Regions from separate parts of the Mus musculus genome. Here all the other regions are linked to region 1. The links are chromatin contacts, called in public Hi-C maps. All regions are on one chromosome and are shown on one strand. The core of a region is the stretch at or near the end of the contact, and the rest is flanking DNA. Distances in the headings are between cores, read along the strand shown.

Evidence for each region. Hi-C and Micro-C count contacts between places; a contact is called where the count stands out from the background.
Region 2: a Hi-C map of bone marrow-derived macrophages shows a contact between it and region 1, with 3 times the contacts expected there. The contact joins two enhancer-like sites. A contact is called at or near these places in 2 of 39 promoter capture datasets (embryonic stem cells and liver), 3 of 484 Hi-C or Micro-C datasets (bone marrow-derived macrophages and nephron progenitors) and 1 of 115 datasets of contacts at active chromatin or transcription factors (bone marrow-derived macrophages).
Region 3: a Hi-C map of bone marrow-derived macrophages shows a contact between it and region 1, with 2.8 times the contacts expected there. The contact joins two enhancer-like sites. A contact is called at or near these places in 3 of 484 Hi-C or Micro-C datasets (bone marrow-derived macrophages, cortical neurons and nephron progenitors) and 4 of 115 datasets of contacts at active chromatin or transcription factors (bone marrow-derived macrophages, microglia and neural progenitor cells).

Annotation. Positions count from the first base shown.
Region 1 is chr14:120,761,428-120,764,268 of GRCm38.p6, forward strand. Gm41253 (a long non-coding RNA gene) reads right to left here. Exons shown (of 6, transcript XR_874981.1): 6 at 684-1,593. Among named protein-coding and RNA genes, the nearest start is that of Gm25781, 36 kb to the right of the region's middle. Within about 2 kb of position 1,439, at least 61 of the 459 cell types and tissues checked have an H3K27ac peak or open chromatin away from gene starts, as enhancers often do. A contact at or near this core is called in bone marrow-derived macrophages and microglia, where this site is marked.
Region 2 is chr14:120,519,623-120,522,463 of GRCm38.p6, forward strand. No RefSeq gene overlaps it. Among named protein-coding and RNA genes, the nearest start is that of Gm41251, 11 kb to the right of the region's middle. Within about 2 kb of position 1,434, at least 41 of the 459 cell types and tissues checked have an H3K27ac peak or open chromatin away from gene starts, as enhancers often do. A contact at or near this core is called in bone marrow-derived macrophages, where this site is marked.
Region 3 is chr14:120,570,992-120,573,832 of GRCm38.p6, forward strand. No RefSeq gene overlaps it. Among named protein-coding and RNA genes, the nearest start is that of Gm41252, 6.1 kb to the right of the region's middle. Within about 2 kb of position 1,435, at least 84 of the 459 cell types and tissues checked have an H3K27ac peak or open chromatin away from gene starts, as enhancers often do. A contact at or near this core is called in bone marrow-derived macrophages and microglia, where this site is marked.

The DNA of each region.
Region 1 (2,841 bases), core at 189-2,688:
AAAAAGTATAGGAGGCAAAAACAAGTTAGGAGCATACTAAAATGTTTTCTTTTTTACTTCTTTGTAATTTTCAAGTGGCTTGATTTTTTTACATACATATACCATGTTTCCATAACTCTTAAATTTAAAACCATCTCCTCTGTATACCAAGAATACAATGTGTACTAGTTGAGAATGCACTTGCTAAGATCTCCTTTACCAGAATTTAATATTAATTCACATATTTATACTTACAAAAGTATATATTTTACAATTGCTTTAGAATGAAATTAATTCATATACTTTTACACATATTTATGCATATCTCAGTAACAACTCCTATCAGTAGGATCTCTAAAACCAAAATAAAATTTAAAACTACTGTCCAAAATAAATAAAACAAATATTAGAGATGATGTGAAGAAATTGGAACCCTTTTACACTGAGAGCAGGAACGTAAAATTGTTTGACCTCTGAGGAAAACAGTGTGATAATTTCTAAAAATACTAAAAAATAAAATAAAATAGTTCTAGGGCCTGGCAAGATGTCTCAGTAAATAAAAGCACATGCCTGACATCCAGATTTGACCCCCAAACTCACAGTGGGGGAAAGAAACAACTCCCACAAGTTGTCCTCTGACCTCCCCAAGTGCACACACACAAACACACACACATGCACATGCTTACACATACATAAACATACATATATACATACATACATACATACATACATACATACACACACATGCACACACATACACAGACACACAGAGAGAGACATTCATGCGCTTTCTCTTCCTGGAGCTCGAATGGTGAAAACAGATTCAAACAGATCAATATTTTAGAAAAAAGTGCAATGAGACATGCTCAAGGACTGGGCAGGCATGGCCTGTGACTGTCAGGTGACCAAGCCAGGCCAGCGCCCTTGCAGCAACAGGGGAGACTGGGTGAACCACGGGGTTGGTTTGTTTTCCCACTGGTGTCCTTCACCATTTATTTAACTGTGACTCAGTGAGGTCCAGAAATCTGCAGCGTTTTAGTGAAGTGAAACAAAACCGGATTAACAAACCAGCTCAGTGCCTTTGCTGACACACTGGTAGAATGTCTCGGGTCTTTTCTGCAAATTCTTAGTTTCACATTACTATCATTTGCCATGAGTTAAACAAAGCAACTTTGTTAAATGTGCATAAAAGCATTTGCAGTTGAGATAATAAATAAGTGACTGTTTCCATTAGAGAGCACAACGCCCTGCTTCTAGACTTTCAGCTGATGGCTGATGGATGAATAAATACATCGAAACTATGACAGTGACAGTTCTGAGCTAGTTAAGAAACAATTGCTTGGGGATCAGAAGCGACGAGGCTGAAGAGATGGCTCAGTAGGTCAGAGCAGTTGCCACACAGTCAGGTTTGGATCCCGGCATCCGTATAAATGCTGGAGGTGGCTGCGTACAACTCTAACCCCAGCGCTGTGGGGAGTGAAGACAGGACCGCTGGGGCTTGCTGGCCACCAGTGAGAAAGGAGAGCACGCCCAGTTCCATAGCTGGTCACATGACCGCTTTCAACCACGTGGCAAAGGAACACCTCAATGAGGAAGTGAAATTTCAGCAAATGCCTGAAAGAAGCAAGCAGTGGCCTGAGAATAGACTCCTACATAGAACTACTCAGACTGGAGAAAGCCTGATGTGTTCAGACAACGTGTGTGGTTGGAGCAAAGTCAGCTGCAAGACAAAATGAGCTAATATTTCTCTTCTTAATTAATTAATTAATTAATTACATCTCAAATGTTGCCTTCCTTCCCTCAAATGTTGTCTCTTAGAGGACAGCCCCCATCCTGCATCCCATAATCCAGACACATCAAGTCTCTGCAGAATTAGGTGCATTCTCTCTGATTGATTGAGACCAGAAGTGGCAACCCTCTGTTACTTAAGTGCTAGGGCCTCAGACCAGCCCGTGTGTGCCCTTTGGTTGGTGAGCCAATATTTCAAAGCGTTCTGTGAGAGAGTCAGCATTTACTCCTGTGGCCCTTAGTGGTGATGTGTCTTGACTGCCATCCTGGGACGCAGAGAGCTACCTGGCCTAATCTAGCTCTGGGCTCCATTAGACAATGTCATATTAGGAAACCTGACTCAGTCCCCAACCTGTTGCCTCAGTTGCTTTCTGTTTCTGTGATGAAACACCATAACCAACCTGGGGAGGGAAGGATTTGTTTGACTTGCTGGTCCATCATCAGGAGAAGTTAAGGCAGGAACCTGGAGATAGGTCCGGAAGCAGAGTCTGTGGAACGGCGTTGCTTACTGGTCTGCTCCCGGTAGCTTGCTCTGTTTGCTTCCTTATGGAACCCAGAACCAACCACCTGCCCAGAACAGCGCCACTCGTAATGGGCTAAATATTCCCACATCTATCAGTAATCAATAAAACACCTTACAGGCTTGCCTATGGGCCATTCTGATGAGGGTATGTCCTCAATTGAGGGTTCCCCTCCCCAGATGACTCTAGCATGTGACAAGTTGACCAAAGCCTGGCCAACACGCCCACTCTGTGTTAAAACTCAGCTCTATAATTCCCAGCTGGCATCCGTTCCAGGTTGAACAGCAGTTGTGAGTCATAAGGATAGAGTCCAGGAAGGGGGCCCTGCTTCAGAAATCTAACCTGAAACTCCTAGGAAAGCAGAAGCAAAATGTATCCCACGGAGAACCCACGTCCTTACCGTGATGCACAGCTCATCCAAATAACTGGACAGAGAGAGAGTTTCTGCAGCTGTGGCAGGTTTAACAATGATGTCACCTCATCTCAAGCAATTCACATTTTAAATAGCGTCAGTAAATCCAAAGATGGAAGAACACACTGGCAATAAGGCAGC
Region 2 (2,841 bases), core at 184-2,683, 240 kb before region 1:
TGTGGCCTTGTTGGAGTACGTGTGTACTGTAGGTGTGGGCTTTAAGTCTCTCATCCTAGCTGCCTAGAAGGCAGTCTTCCACTAGAAGCCTTCAGATAAGGATTTAGAACTCTCAGCTCCTCCTGCACCATGACTGCCTGGATGCTGCCATGTTCCTACTTGATGATTATGGACTGAACCTCCGAACCTGTAATCCAGCCCCAATTAAATGTTGTCCTTTATAAGACTTGCCTTGGTCATAGTGTCTGTTCACAGCAGTAAAACCCTAAGACAATTGCTTTAGGGCTTGTATTCATTACTTTCCTGTTGCTGTCATGAAATACCAAAATTAACTTTCAAAAGGGGTTTATTTTATGGTTTCTGAGACTCACATACCATTAATGTTGAGAAGATATGGCACTGCACCATGGTAGGGCCAGGAAGCAGAGAAATCACGTATTGTCTTCACACAGGAAGCAAAGAGATCAGGAAATAGGACCAGGCTATAAACATTCAAAACACACACCCTCACCCCACCCTTCAGAAAAATCACACCTCCTTAAGGTTCTCTAACCTCCAAAAAACCAAACCAAACAAAACAACAACAAAAAACCACCTTCAACTGGTGACCAAGTGTTCCAATGCATGCACCTGCAAGAGACATTACCCTTTCAAACTGCATAGGGTGAAGGCACATCTCATTACTGAATACATTTCTAGCATGGGTGACACCATGAATTCAATCTCAAACCCTTTCTCTCTCCATAACCCCACCACACACACACACACACACACACACACACACACACACACACACACAATCACACACACACACAATCACACACACAATCATACACACAATCACACACAAAGTAGACTGTAGACTTTCAATCATACACTGCAGTTCAGTATCAGCCTCTCTGATGTTTTCAGATCCTAGTTAATACCCACAAGCTGATGCTGGGAAACATACTTCAAATATCTTGTCATCTGCCAATTTCATGCAAAAAGGTGGCGACTTGAAGTTTACATTTTTCCAGTTCTCTTAACATCTTCAGTCAGCACATGACCAAATAGCCACACTTGTAGAATATTTTGGAGGGGGAGATCAGGCAGAATCTCCTACTTCTTTGCTTGGAGGCCTTTCTGCTACCTAAGTAGCAACTTAAAGGCACTGGGTGATCTCCAGCTCTGTGGCTATTGAGAGGTCTCGTGTAGGATATGTATTTTCTTGGAGTATCTGTGGACCTGGCCACAGTTGTAACAGCAGCTCCCAATTTGTCAGTCTCAATTCTGTGGCCATGATTTTCTGATTCTCTAGCTTCCTGATGGCAGAAAACCAAAGCCCCTCAGCTGGACAAGTTTTCTGTGGCCTTCCTAGGAGCTCAGAATGGATGATGAAGTAAGCCGAGGACTGCTTCCTCCCAGCTATGTTTGACCTTTGACAAGTGTGGTTTCCTGTATGATTCAACTTCAAGGACTGAAGTGGGCCTGGAGGAACTTTTGTCATTGAAAGATAGCTGGCTTCAAGGGGGCCTCCATGGGGCCCGAGCCAGATGACTGAGTTTTTCTCACTTGCCTTGTGCTTCTTCAGTGAGTTTGTAGTGTTCCCCCTTATAATCAGAGCACGCACAGCCCTAAGTTACTCCATAATGTAAAAACAGTTAAGTTTCCTGTATGTCTTATCCTGATAGTCGCCATTTTACAGGCAGGTTTTGATTCCAACTTTGATGATGCAGGATATACAGCTAGGAGGACACATAGATGGCACCACCTATCTAGCACTAGCCATCAGCATAGACTGATGACTTCTTACTCCTGGGAGTTGAAAGGGCATCGCTCTATAAATCTCCTGGGCAAATCTATGTATGTGGGCATATCAAAGCTCTACTTATCTTGCAAGCCTTAACCAAGAACTCATCAGACTCACCAGACCAAAGAAAGGGTGTGAGTCCCTTATCTGGTCCTCATAAACATATGAACATCTGGCACTGTGATGACAAAGACACCCCCCCCCCCAATGCTTCTCACCTGACAACCTTCAAGCAGCCAACGTGCAAAGTGGACTCCAAGTGTCCCAGGGCACTCAGTTCGGTTCGATTCTTGCTGTTGATACAGCCTACTGGAAATGCACCTGATTACTTAGCTAGACCTGCCGTTCATTCAACTACTGGACTATCCATCTGAACTCAGTCTTGTCCTTTATCTTTGCAGCCAGACTCAACTCTACAACTCAGCTCTGACCCTCCAGTCAGATCCTACCAGTGTAGCCACCCCACAGAACTTCCCTAGAGACCTGCAACTGCTTCATTGTCTCAGTCCACAGAGGCTACATTTGTATCAGATTCCCAGGTTGGCCTTTCAGCCTCGGTGAAACTCTGCTTTCCTTGCTCTTTGTAGCCATATTATAAACTACACATATACATATATATTATTTTGTATGCTATGTGTGATTTAAAGGTAGTAGCAGTAAACAAGATTGAAATAGAAGAGTCTGTTGCTAGGGCCATCAAGAAAAGTAGGAGTTTTCTGGGAAGCTGCCACCAAGGAAACCAGCATACCTTGTGAATTTACTTTATCCAATAGATTCTGACATCATACAAAGAAAACAAACACGTTCTTCTATGATAATGATATAGCATGCTCACAAAGCTCCAGGTTGTCAGCGATGAGATCTACACTATTTCAGTCTGAGATTGTCTGGGTACCTCATCTGCATACTAGTGACTAGGGATCATTTTGCTCTATAAATATAAACGTTATGGATGGATAAGGAATGGCTCCACTCATATTGATGGTCTTGAACTCCAGGTTTCCAAAGGCTGAGCTTCCCAGCCCAAAACGCTTGTATACTCCTATGTC
Region 3 (2,841 bases), core at 185-2,684, 190 kb before region 1:
ATATATATATATATATATATATATACATACATATATGGAGTGGAGAACAAAGTATATGGACAAGTACATGCATGCCTGCCTTAGGGGCAGAACAGGCATTATGTGGAAAGCAGAGCCAGCCCCCAGGTGAAGAGAATAAATAACACAGGAATCCCAGGGGCAGGAGCTAGCTTGGTATATTTGCCATTTTCCACTTAGACCCCCAGGAAGTGATAGTCATCGAAGTGAGCTATAGACAAGATCGCTGTGGCCAAGAACCAGGATCGGCTCTAGCAACCCAGCACATCTGCAGCTGGAATCTGCTTCTAGCTCTGATTCTGACTAAGGGGGACTGGAGCCTCATTTGTCCTGATGACCTAGGATGACGCCCCAAGTGCCATCCACGATACATACACTGATTAGCAAGGCATGAGGTGGCCACTGATGGATCTGGGGAAGGAGGAAGGCATGTGACTGTCCTCTAGAAGAGAATGTTACATGATAGAAACAGTAAAGCTACAAACAATGACTAACTGATGCTTATCCAGTTCCTTCCACACAGTGACTGACCTCTGTCACAGGTCCCCTAGTCCTTAACCAGCTGCATGGTAAACATTGTCACCTCTAACAATAGAGAAGAAAGCCCTCCCTCACACTCTGTTCTTTCCAACCTACTAGCCACTAAAGTTCTTTTGAGTAATTTTAAAATAAAATTAAAACATATTTAAATTACTCTGTGTTATCCAGAAATCATTTGCATCATGTAGAATGCATGTAGAATGTGCTTATTTTAGAAACAATGGCATTTTTCTCTTGAGTCATGAGTCCAGGAACATTTTTTTTTAACTCACTAAGCCACTGCACACATCTCTGACTCTTGCTACAGGGTGAGCATTTGGTCACCACCCCACAGCTATGAACTCCTGAAATAGGTCTAGATGGCTAATTTTAAATTTAAAATTACACTTTGCTGCCTGCTTAGCTAGCCTTGGGTGTTTCTGGTTGGTGACACTATCTAAAGCTACATTATCTTGGACTGTTATTATCGAAGAAAGAGCAACATCTAGAGCAGAGATAAGGGACCAGGGGAGAGAAGAGTGAGGAGCTGAAGGGAAGAGGAGGGGAGACAGGAAGGAAAAGAGGCAGTGAGAGGTACAGACCATCCCTGCTCTCTCAGGGACCACTGAGGCAGACCCAGGATTCTGTTTGTTGGCCACTGGACTCTGCACCCCAGGACACCCTGACCCCAATCTGCCTGTTTGCCCTGGGAAGGTCACCTACAATGGAGGGGCAAAGAAAAAATACTAAGACAGAGCAAAGGGACAATGCAAAGAGGAACAAAAGGAGGTTAGGCACCGGGGACCTGAGTCATGGCTTTGGAAACCAAGAGGTTTGTAAACGGAAGCCTGGGGACCCTTCAGGAAGTGGTTGTCACCTGTGCTCTGCTGTGCTCAGCAGAACAGAGAGCTGCTGACAGAGGAAAGAAGGAAAAGCAGCTGTTTGGGGATCAGAAAGATCTGGTTCTAGTTTCCGAGCAGTCACCAAGTCACGTGCCTGAGCACGGAAGTCAACACACAGAGACCGAGCCTCATCTTCCGAATCAGGACCTTGGGAAGATGACTTTGATCTTAGCATCCGCGCGCCTCTTCCTTGCCCCTTCAGTTAGCAGCATGCTTCACTTGTGTTCTAGAGTGAAACCTAAAGCCAACTCCAACCTGTGAGGTCATGGGGCACTCTTAGCCCATGCACCCTAAGGATGAAGCACAAGAGGGCCCCCATTAACAAGGCCACCACAGGACTGTAGGTGAGTATCTCCCATGAACTAAACGTATTTCTTTATTCATAAAAGTCAAACATCACCTCTTTTTGATGCATGCCACAAGGAAATCTAAGCAATGCAAACACTAAAGCTACATGAAGATCAGGAATAAGGTTTAGAACTTTGCCTACGTGGTCTAAAGAATGATCGACTCTTAGGCAATACTTAAAGATAGATCGTAAGTGTTAGCATTTTGTCTAAGCTCTGTCCCACAGTTACCTGGCAACAGCCAGGTGTGCCTGACTCACTATAAAAGGGGCTGCTTGTCTCCTCCTCTCTCTCGATTGCTCTCTTGCCTTCCTGCTCCTGCTCGCCACATGCTCATGCCTGGCCTCTACCTCTCTCTCTCTCTCTCTCTCTCTCTCTCTCTCTCTCTCTCTCTCTCTCTCTCTCTCTCTCTCTCTCCCCTTTCTCTGTCTCTACTACCCTCTTGACTCCCCTCCCCATGCCCTGAATAAACTCTATTCTATAGTATATCATCCTATGGCTGGTCCCTCATGAAGAAGGGATGCCTCAGCATAGGCCAGTAGAGGCACTTCTTGCCCCCTTACCTGACTACACATCCACCAAAACATATCCCCTCTCTCTTTATCTTTTTATAAACATATCAATAAGCAACCAAATTACATATGTATGTGTATCTACATATCTATAGGTATAGACCTCATGTGTATTTAATGTTTTATTATGACTTGTTTTGTGACAGAATGTAGCACACAGCCCTTTGCATTCATTTAACTCACATATAAGCTATTGAGTGGAAGAACTGTAAGATATTTGCTTGCAAAAAGGTGACCCTTCTCTCAAAATTTAGAGACCCACATCCCACTCCTACAAAGCCTTTTATTTTTCTTTCCAAGGGAAGCCCAGAGTCTTGTACCTTGTGCTCCTAACACTGTGTATTCAGAATTATTTATTTATTGAATTTCAGAGTCACACTCCTTCTCAAGAGTACAAGGTCACAGGCAAAGGACTCTGGCAGTTTTGGTCATAAACATACTTGTGACCTGACTGCAGTTAAGCTCAAGGGCGTCAGGGAGACA